Linked DNA regions of Sus scrofa: region 2 is linked to region 1. Evidence: chromatin contacts called from public HiChIP or PLAC-seq data. All regions are on one chromosome and are shown on one strand. The core of a region is the stretch at or near the end of the contact, and the rest is flanking DNA. Distances in the headings are between cores, read along the strand shown.

Region 1 (5,147 bases), core at 2,115-4,614:
TGTGTGACTTCAGCAAAATTATTTAACCTGCCAGTGCTTCCGTGCCTTCATCTGTAAAATGGGAATAATAATGCTACTTGCCTCATATGATTATTTGGAGGATTAAATTAGTTGATATTTGTATATGGCCTGCAACAGTGCCTATAACAAAGCACTATGTAAAAAGGTCTGCTATTTTTATTATCAAGATTATTGTGCCAAATATATCGTTTATTGACTGAGGCTTGAAAATCTCTTGTCTGTGTAATAATTCACCATTATTTCAGATCTAATTTGTGTTGTAATAGTAAGAACACAGGCTAGAGTGGTGTAGAGTGGTGTTGTATTTTATACTTTGTCTCGCTCTCTTTTTTTTTTTTTTTTTTTTTTTTTTTTTTTTGTCTTTTTGCTATTTCTTGGGCCGCTCCCACGGCATATGGAGGTTCCCAGACTAGGGGTCGAATCGGAGCTGTAGCCACTAGTCTACACCAGAGCCACAGCAACGCGGGATCCGAGCCGCGTCTGCAACCTACACCACAGCTCACGGCAACGCTGGATCGTTAACCCACTGAGCAAGGCAGGGTCTGAACCCGCACCTCATGGTTCCTAGTCGGATTCGTTAACCACTGCGCCATGACGGGAACTCCTCTCTCTCTTTTTTAACACTTACTAAATAAGCTCAAATAAAATTTGAGGGAAAGGCATAATTTATGTCAGCAAAAACTTTTAAAGTATTTTAGCAATCCCTGGTTGTGTCTAATAGATTAATTTTATGTAAATATACTAAACTTAGTTGTCTGATATTAGCCTTTGTAAATACATGAGAAAAATATTTAACTCTTGCATAGAAAAGATAATTCTTAGAGTTTTTGGATTCACATTTATTAACTTAAAACTGTACATTGACATTTAGAAGCACAGTACTTCTCAAAATCTCCCTTTTACATAGTTGAGGTTTTGATTAATTTATAGGGCTAACCCATGTTAAATCCAAGTTTCCATTTGCTAGAAAGGTGGATTATATTGTGAGAAAGGCTCTAACTGTAAGTTATTATCTTTAACTAATTACTAGAATTCAGTATTGAAGTTCACATATAGAAAATAGCTATTTGAATGTTGAAACATTTAATAAGTAAAAGATTAAACAATGTTTATATAAATTTAGTATTAGAAGCATTTGATTTATTAATTTGCATTTTTAAGTAGGAAAGTATCAAATGCATGCATCTTAATATATTTAAAAATGTTTAACTCTGAAATGTATTTTAAAATTATGTGGCGAATGTTTCAAGTTTTCTGTAGTGTCTACTTTTCCCCTAATAACAAGGTATTTTACAAAGTTTTTATTGTCATAAAAAGATCTGATCCTGAATGTTTGAAAAAAAAGCAAAAAATGAACTTAAGGGTGAAGTGGTTAAATTGGTGTTTGTTTCCTCTAATTTTATTAATGTAGTTGAGGTTTTGATTAAAACCTCAAAAGCTTGATGTGGGAGCCAGCCACATCAAGAGCAGGCAGGGCGCATTCCAAGTGGAGAAGATGGCATTTTTCTGTGACACGAATGTTAAATTCCTGGATGATGCCTCGGATCTCAAACTGTCTATCCAGATGGTGATGGAATTCTAAGAAAGCTTTTTGAATCCAAGTGGCCTCAACTAAACAAAAGACATGTTGCAGTATATTCTAAACTTTTTTTCACTCCATCATTTGGGATTTTAAACTTTGGATTTTTTTTCTTCATGGTCACACCTGTGGCATATGGAAGTTCCCAGGCTGCGGGTCGAGTTGGAGCTACAGCTACCAGCCTACCCACAGCCTGCCCATAACGCGGGATCCAAGCTGCAAATGCTACCTGTGCCACAGCTTGCAGCAATGCCAGATCCTTAACCTGCCGAGCAAGGCCAAGAATCGAACCTGCATCCTCACAGAGACCATGTCCGGTTCTTAACCCACTAAATCACAATGGGAACTGAAACTTTGAATTTAACTCTTGAGTTTTTAGAAGTTTTCCTGTCTTCTGCCCATCTTTTCTTTTACAAGATGCTCATTATTTGAGTGCTGGTTATTTGAGGTTTTATTTGTCTGTCATCTTGCTCTTAATGCTAAGGGGACATGTGCTTAATCCCCTCTCTCATTGAACAGATTCTTTTCTAGAAAGTGCCATATTTGATCTGTGTTAGTTGTTGCTGATCATATAATAGAGGATAAAACATCCTTGAACTTTGTCCTTGTAAAGCATGAGGGCTGATGTGGGAGACAGACACTAAGCAACTAAACAGATATGTGTAATTAGGGATTGTGTTAAGTGCTATGAGGAAAAGAAGAGGGTGCTTTGAGAGAGAATAACTTTGTGATTTGCTTTGGATTGGCTCATCTGGGAAGAAATGTCAGTATGGGTTTAGGTAGAACTCTAAGATAAGGTATAGTTAGCAAAGGAAACAGATGAGTAATAGGCAGTCCTAAGGCCTTTATCTCTTATAGATGTTGAGTATTTTTATTCTAACATGGAAGATTATATGTATTTCTGGGCTCTAGCTTACCACTGTTCACCATGCAAGGTCGGTGGGGGCCCTAAATGCAATCTCAATTCATAGAGTTACTGTTGAGATTGTGTGGGAAGAAGGCTATTTGCCTGCTTTTAAGTGCGACAGAGATCTACATGAAATGAGCTCTAAGTGATTTTGTTGAATGTAGAATTATTGTGCATGTGCTTAGTATTTCTTTACCTTGTAACTTTTAATGCTGGCAACTTGAAGAGCCCTTCAGTTTGGGTTGGTGAAGAAAGTAAAAACCAACAAGGTTAAGAAAACACATTACAGACCAGAAGAAGGTAATAAAAGAAGCAGAAGGCTGCGGGGATAAGATGGAAGGAGGGCTGGGGAGTTAATTGTGGTTACATAGTTTCAAGGTCTTCACATGTTTTTTTTTTTTTAATTAATGATTTTTATTTTTTCCATTATAGTTGGTTTATAGTGTTCTGTCAGTTTCTACAGTACAGCAAAGTGACCCAGTCACTCTCTCTCACACACACACACACACACACACACATTATCCTCCATCATGTTCCATCACAAGTGACTAAAGTTCCCTGTGCCATACAGCAGGATCTCATTGCTTATCCACACTAAATGCAATAGTTTGCATCTTTTAAACCCAGACTCCCTGTGGACATGTTCTTATTACTTCATGAAAAAAATTCAGTGCTTATATGTGAAAATGGTGTCCACACTAATGAATTTTGAAACTTTGATCAGCTTTGCTCTAATTTCATTTTAAGTAGAATAAACTGGCTAATGATCAGTGTGGGCGGCTTGCGTATTTCACTAGAGTAATAGGGGCGTGAGGCTCAGGAAACGGCCGGTGAGACAAGTTCTCCACACTTCCTGAAGTGCTTTTTCTATCTTTAAAGCTTTTGCAAACCTCAAAAAGTTAAACCATTTCCTTATCTTAAACATGTTAGAAAACTGCAGAAGGAAAAGGTAGACATGATTACTTACCCGTTTGTTTAGAAATGACTGTTTTTTGAAACAGAAAGTTAGTTTTCATATATTATCTGTGTTAAAGGCTAAAAGTATCTAGATTGTATCAGTTCACACTGAGAGTCATGTAGAGAATAAGATATTCAAGACCTTCAGGATTGCCTGACTTCAGGGAAGGGGACCTAAACAAAGCAACACAAAACAAGCCTAATAGAAATGGGTCTTCACTTTCCCTTTGTATAGTCAGAAAGGTGGTTTTTCTCCTTTATGCCTACATAGGGCACATATGATGACATTATTTTGTTTTTTTCTCATGTCAGTAACCATTTTAAACTTCATTTGCCTTGCATATAATCATTTTTTTTGCAAAATGTTAATGTTTCAGTGAATTTTGGATGATTGCAAATGATTCTCTATATTTAGACAGGGCTTTTTCAGCTTTTTTGATCAGAATTAAATAATATATCTATGTAAATCCAGTTGACAAATCTTTATTATTTCAGCAAAATATTATTCATACTCCAAAGCAAAAATTTAAATAATAAGATAAAATGTTATAAGATTAATGAAGGTTAAGAGTTTATATTACCTTCACTAAGGAATTATCTCCATTAAGGGCTGTGGGTGCAATGATAGTGTTTTCTGGCCACATTTGTATTCCACTCAATCTTACACATGTGGATGATGATACTGTTAGCAGTATCATTTTTTTTTTTTTTTGGTCTTTTTTAGGGCTACACCCATGGCATATGAAGGTTCCCAGACTAGGGGTCTAATCGGAACTGTAGCTGCCAGCGTACGCCAGAGCCACAGCAACACCAGAGCCACAGCATCGCGGGATCCGAGCCATGTCTGCGACCTACACCACAGCTGACGGCAACGCCAGATCCTTAACCCACTGAGCGAGGCCAGGGATCGAACCCACAACCTCTTGTTTCCTAGTCGGATTCATTAACCACTGAGCCACGACGGGAACTTTTTTTTTTTTTTTAACATACCTGGGTAAACTGATTAGAAAGAGTCATTGTGCTTATTTTCTTCCCTTCATACCATTGCCAAAATTGGACATTATCATGGCCTATTGTTTTCTTTGCTGTTTAACAGCAAATGGTAATGTACTCAATATGGTTATATCACAAATGTATTTAAAACCCAAGGTCATGGTTCTTAAATGTAAAATGACAATTTCATATATTTTACAGAAAACGCATGTTTCAGAAGAGATGGGTGAAATTTGACGGTGTTAGCATTTCTTACTACAATAATGATAAGGTAAGGATGTTTTACAGTTTTCCAAAATTGCCCTATGCATGCTCAGTGTACTTCCATAAACTAAGTATGTGATTTGGTCTTTAAGACTAGGAGTTGAAGTATCAACATGAAAAGAATTTGCATAAGATACGACATTTAACTCTTTTCATAGTCTACCTTTTCCCTGCCACATAAAATTGGGAATTTTAAAAGCTTATGTTCCTGACAATAATTTTTGGAATATATCCTACAAACTGTAGGAATTGCTGTAAGTGATAGCTACATAAGGAATTGTCTTTATCCTAGACAGCACTGAAACTGTTAAGCAGGACATGTTAAAGCAAGGAGAGGTTATTTTGTCCTCCAGAAGAGGTGCGGAAGAACCAAGGAATGCATCTTGCATGAGATTTCTAATTGCCATGGATTTTGAAGAAAGAAGA
Region 2 (4,518 bases), core at 1,539-4,038, 1.0 Mb before region 1:
GAGGAGATGTGAGTGAAAAAAACATTGCCTGCCGTACCAGTAAACAAAGGATGTTGCAGACATCAAATCATCACATCCCAGCTGCCCAGACAGAGTGAACCCAGGATGCCTGCCTTCTAGCAGTCAGCCCCTCCAGGCTCCTAGCCTCCTCATATGGACCCCAAGGAGACTCAGGATGAGAAAGAATAGGATGCTGGCACCAGATAGCTGAGGTGCCTATCAAAGGAATCAGTTCAATGAGCCCAGACTCTTGCATCTTCCCATACGTAGAAAAACACTAAATTCCTTAAGATAATGGTTTTCTTTAACAGTAGTCTTTTGATGTTCTGACTACCTGGTCTTTGTTGCAAAAACGCCTCTCTATTCTGGCTTCTCCCTTACCTCTTCAGAGCAGAGTCTCAGAGCTATCTGAGAGGCTGCGTCCCAGCTTAAGTCTTCAGATTTGTCTACTGAATAAGACATAATTCTCAACTTCTAGGTTATGTATTTTTTTTCAATTGACAGAGAGCAGATAGGTTTTGTGATTGACTAAGTGAAAAAGAGCTATTACACAAAATATACATTATTTTGGTTCTTCCAGAAGATGTCCTAATTTAACGAGTGATTTATTGACACTTACCTATATCTATCTTTAAAAATGAGTGTCATTTTCATTTGCTCTGCTTGGAAAATATCGGTGCCTTGTGCAAAATAACTACACAACATCACGTGCTGCTAGCACAGATGACTGAATCTCTAATGTTTCTTCTTGCAAACTTAATCCTCTTTAAGTTCACCTGTAAGCGTAACTGTAGGAACCAGAGCAAAAAATATATGTAAACATTGTTCTTTAGGGAAAGGTTATCTGGCTTTTCCAAGCCTCATTTTAGGAAACGCAAATTCTCTGAGATTAAAACCTATGCAGTTTGCATTTTGTTTATAATGCACTTTAGTCACATTAAAGCAAAATAGTCCATCACGGCTTCCATAAAATGCCCATTTGTCAGCCACTTGTCAAAAGTGGCACACAAGGCAGTTAGTCACCAAGTTGAAATGAAGTCTCAATTTTTAGTCAGCTTTCTAAACCTTGGCAGGGCTCTGGACTATTTTTATTTTGAAAATGGCCCTTCTAAGTGCATTGATGATGACGAGTTCTGTCTCATGAGAGGGAAATACAAGCCATCACTCCAATTTTCTGACTAAGGCTGAGTAACTCCTTTCCACTGCAGTTTGGTTAATGGCCAGAGGCAAATGGAAAAGTATGTGCTGAACAGCAAGCCTGATGGCCCCAAACACAATTTGGGAAGGTCGTTTCTCTTTATTTTTCCACTGAAAGGATTGCCAGGGGAAACTGAGCTGTTAGCTCATTACTTCTTCATTACTCAAGGTATATAGGGCAGATCAGAACATTTGGAGACTAACACCAGGAATCTTAGAGTGGAGGGAAAACCAGGGAAAACCAAATTAATGAGAAGGGATTTTCAAAGAAGCAGTTTACCAGTATGGATCTGCTTAGATAGAATTGACTTTCAAGGTTGTCGAAGCTCCCAAGTTTTGAGATGGGGCTGCAGTCTACAATGTGGCTTAGCTCCAGTTTCCTGCTCCTTACTGATTTAGAAAACACAGGAGAACAGCGAAATCATTCACTACTCTGTAATAACCTATACGGGAAAAAAAATCTGAAAAATAGACGTGTATATGAATAACTGATTACGTTAACTGTTCACCTGAAACTTAACACAACGTGTAAGTCAACTATACACTAAGGCGATTAAAAAAGAAAACATGGGAGGCAGAAAAAAGCTTGAGAAAGGAAAGTCTGGTGCAGTGGTGCTGAATTGAAGCATGCATCCGAATCTATTTGTTCAAACAATAATGCTGAGCCTCACCCTGGAGTTTCTGCTTCTCTAGGTCTGGAATGAGGCCAATTTGTATTTCAAAGCAGCTCCCAGTTGCTGCTGGTAGGAGACCACACTTGAAGGAGAAGTAAAGTTACAATCCTGGGGGTGGGGGGAAGCATGGAAACTAGACTTTACTGAAATGATAAAAGGGACTGAATTTATTCTGGAGATAGAGGATGAAGAAGCTATCTACCTTACCAACATGAAGGACTGGGTCAGAAATTCACTTCCTGTCAGCATTAGGCAGAACTGGAGAAATTCTGAAGAATTAAGAATTGATCTTAACGGGCAAGGATTTGTCTTGCCGTAAGTTGCTCTTATCAATTGTAAAGATAAATAAGGGAACTAATTAGCCACCAAAGTTAAATGATGGACTCTTCAAATGAGTGATCCAAAACAGAAATCTTTCATCATGTTAGGTCAGAAGTATTAACTTTAAGACTTAGAGCTCATAAAATAAGTACATTTGAAAGAAGAAGAAGGAAAAAAAAAAAAAGATTTAAAAGCATTTTTGTTAATGAAGACTTTTGAATTAAAAAAAAAAAAATCAGTGAACAAGAATCTGGCATAAGGATTCATGTGGGCTGAATTCAGGTCTTTTCCTGCTGTGTTCATTCCCAGAGCCAGAGGACAGCCAGAGAGGCTAAAACAAGCAAGTTCCATTTAATGAAAGATGTGATGGGTCGTCTTGTGAAAAAAAACTCTTATCTCAACTTTTCTTGAGGGAGATGGGTGGGAAAATTACAAAGGCACAAATGTCGTATTGACCTTCCTCTGTGGCCATCTGCCTTGTCTTAAATGCAGTTGAAGACACAAGCTGTCATTAAAGAAGATAGACACGGGATGGATTCCTTTCACAATTCAGGGCTGTACAATTTTCTCCATGACTTGTCTTGATTTCCTCTTTATCACATGATGAAAGATGTGAAATTTACTATGTTCCTCTTTTGGTCATGGCAGCCAGGAACCCCAGAGCTAAGTCTTCTGTTCGAGTCAGGCAGTTCCCTTTGAAATGCTTTTCTGATGCAGTTGTCTCTCCTCAACCCCTTATTTCTTAGCCAGTAACTTTTTTTGGTTTAATTTAAAACACTCCTTCTTGTAATATAAATTCTTGTCAAAGTCTCTTTTGGTGTAGACATTGTTACATAGAATGAATTAAAAAATATAATCCTATTTAGCCACAAATAAATCCCTGTAAAACCTATAAAAGGCTCTGTTTATAAAGATAAGGTTGACCCTCAGGCAGGAAGGATATTCTTCCTTTGGGAGGCATAGCATGTAGTAAAGATGGGCTTTGAAGCCTGTTCCTGCCCTATAGGCTATGGGATCCTAGATCTATTCATCTCATGAGCCTCTGGTCTTTCCTCTGTAAAATGGCCTTAATACACTAGCAAGTTCCAAAGATTTTTAGGAGGGCTCATTAGTGCTTTGAATAAAGTGCTCTGAACAGTGCCTGGACCACAGGAAATACAGAGTAAATGTTGGCTATGTCAATTAGAAACAGTGGGAAGGGGGTGGTGAGACCCACTCAGTCGTGAAGTTAAATGGTACCATTTCTATCACAGGTTCACATTTCTGGCCAGCAATGGCTGCTCTGGTGTTAATCTGGATGGAATTTGAAAGATACACTTTCACCAAATGAGCTTTCATGATGAGAAACTTTTATGGCCAGGAAGTAGCCAATGTAGAACCCAGGGGCAGCAGACAGAGAGCAGCAGAAAGATGCAACACCGCAGAGAGAGGGAGGCTCTGTTCCCAAGGAAACAGGTTGCTAGGGGCAAGCATTTGGCAAAGGGCACCGGAGAAATACAATTACCTTGAATGCATCTAATGAAAATACTCTGTACTTAAGTGAACTTTAAGCAAGTGTGACGTGAACCTGAGAATGTTAATGAATTAGAAATAAAGGTTCTGAAATGGCTCTCACTCCAGCCTGGGCTACTTGATGGCAAAAACAATATGGTCACAGTAGACAGAGCGTGGGTGACACAGGAAATCTGGAGTTGAGCGGGATAGTTTTTTTTTTTTTTTTTTTTTTTTTTTTTTTAGGGCCACATCTGCGGCAGATGAAGTTCCTAGGCTAGTGGTCAGATCAGAGCTGCAGCAGCTGGCCTACACCACAGCAATGCTGGATCCAAGCCACATCTGCCACGTACGCCACAGTTCCTGGCAACGCCAGATCCCTAATGCACTGAGCGGGGCCAGGGATCGAACCCACATCCTCATGGATACCAGTTGGGTTCATTTCTGCTGAGCCACAATGGGAACTCTGAGCAGGACAGATTATAATTCATATATTTGGGAAAACAATTTGAAAACAAATGTCTCAGTCAGATGGATAGTGTATATGACTGTATAAAACTTGTATGCCAGCCAATTATAAACTGTTCTCATTTCATCATATGTATGCATTTCTCAGTAATGATTTCTTTGTAAAGTTCTGAATCGAAGAACTGTTCTAAGCCCTGGTGAACAGATGTTTAGAGAGGCTAGACCCCATGGACAACTGGAGATGAGATCATGGTGTCCAGAGTGAGCAAAACAAGTTAAGAGTCTTCGTAGAACTAATGTAAAATGTTAAATAGGCCTGTCTTAGTTGGGGTTCTCCAAAGAAACTTCGAGAACAACAGGGTGTGTG

Evidence for each region. HiChIP or PLAC-seq counts read pairs in DNA pulled down with a chosen protein or histone mark.
Region 2: a contact with region 1 is called in an H3K27ac HiChIP or PLAC-seq map of alveolar macrophages. The contact joins two enhancer-like sites.

What each region holds. Positions count from the first base shown.
Region 1 is chr8:27,913,083-27,918,229 of Sscrofa11.1, reverse strand. It overlaps ARAP2 (arf-GAP with Rho-GAP domain, ANK repeat and PH domain-containing protein 2), which reads left to right. Exons shown (of 33, transcript XM_003128906.4): 7 at 4,659-4,728. Among named protein-coding and RNA genes, the nearest start is that of ARAP2, 45 kb to the left of the region's middle. Within about 2 kb of position 3,364, at least 9 of the 83 cell types and tissues checked have an H3K27ac peak or open chromatin away from gene starts, as enhancers often do. A contact at or near this core is called in alveolar macrophages, where this site is marked.
Region 2 is chr8:28,958,016-28,962,533 of Sscrofa11.1, reverse strand. The region is part of intron 3 of NWD2 (NACHT and WD repeat domain-containing protein 2); the gene reads right to left. Among named protein-coding and RNA genes, the nearest start is that of C8H4orf19, 53 kb to the left of the region's middle. Within about 2 kb of position 2,788, at least 5 of the 83 cell types and tissues checked have an H3K27ac peak or open chromatin away from gene starts, as enhancers often do. A contact at or near this core is called in alveolar macrophages, where this site is marked.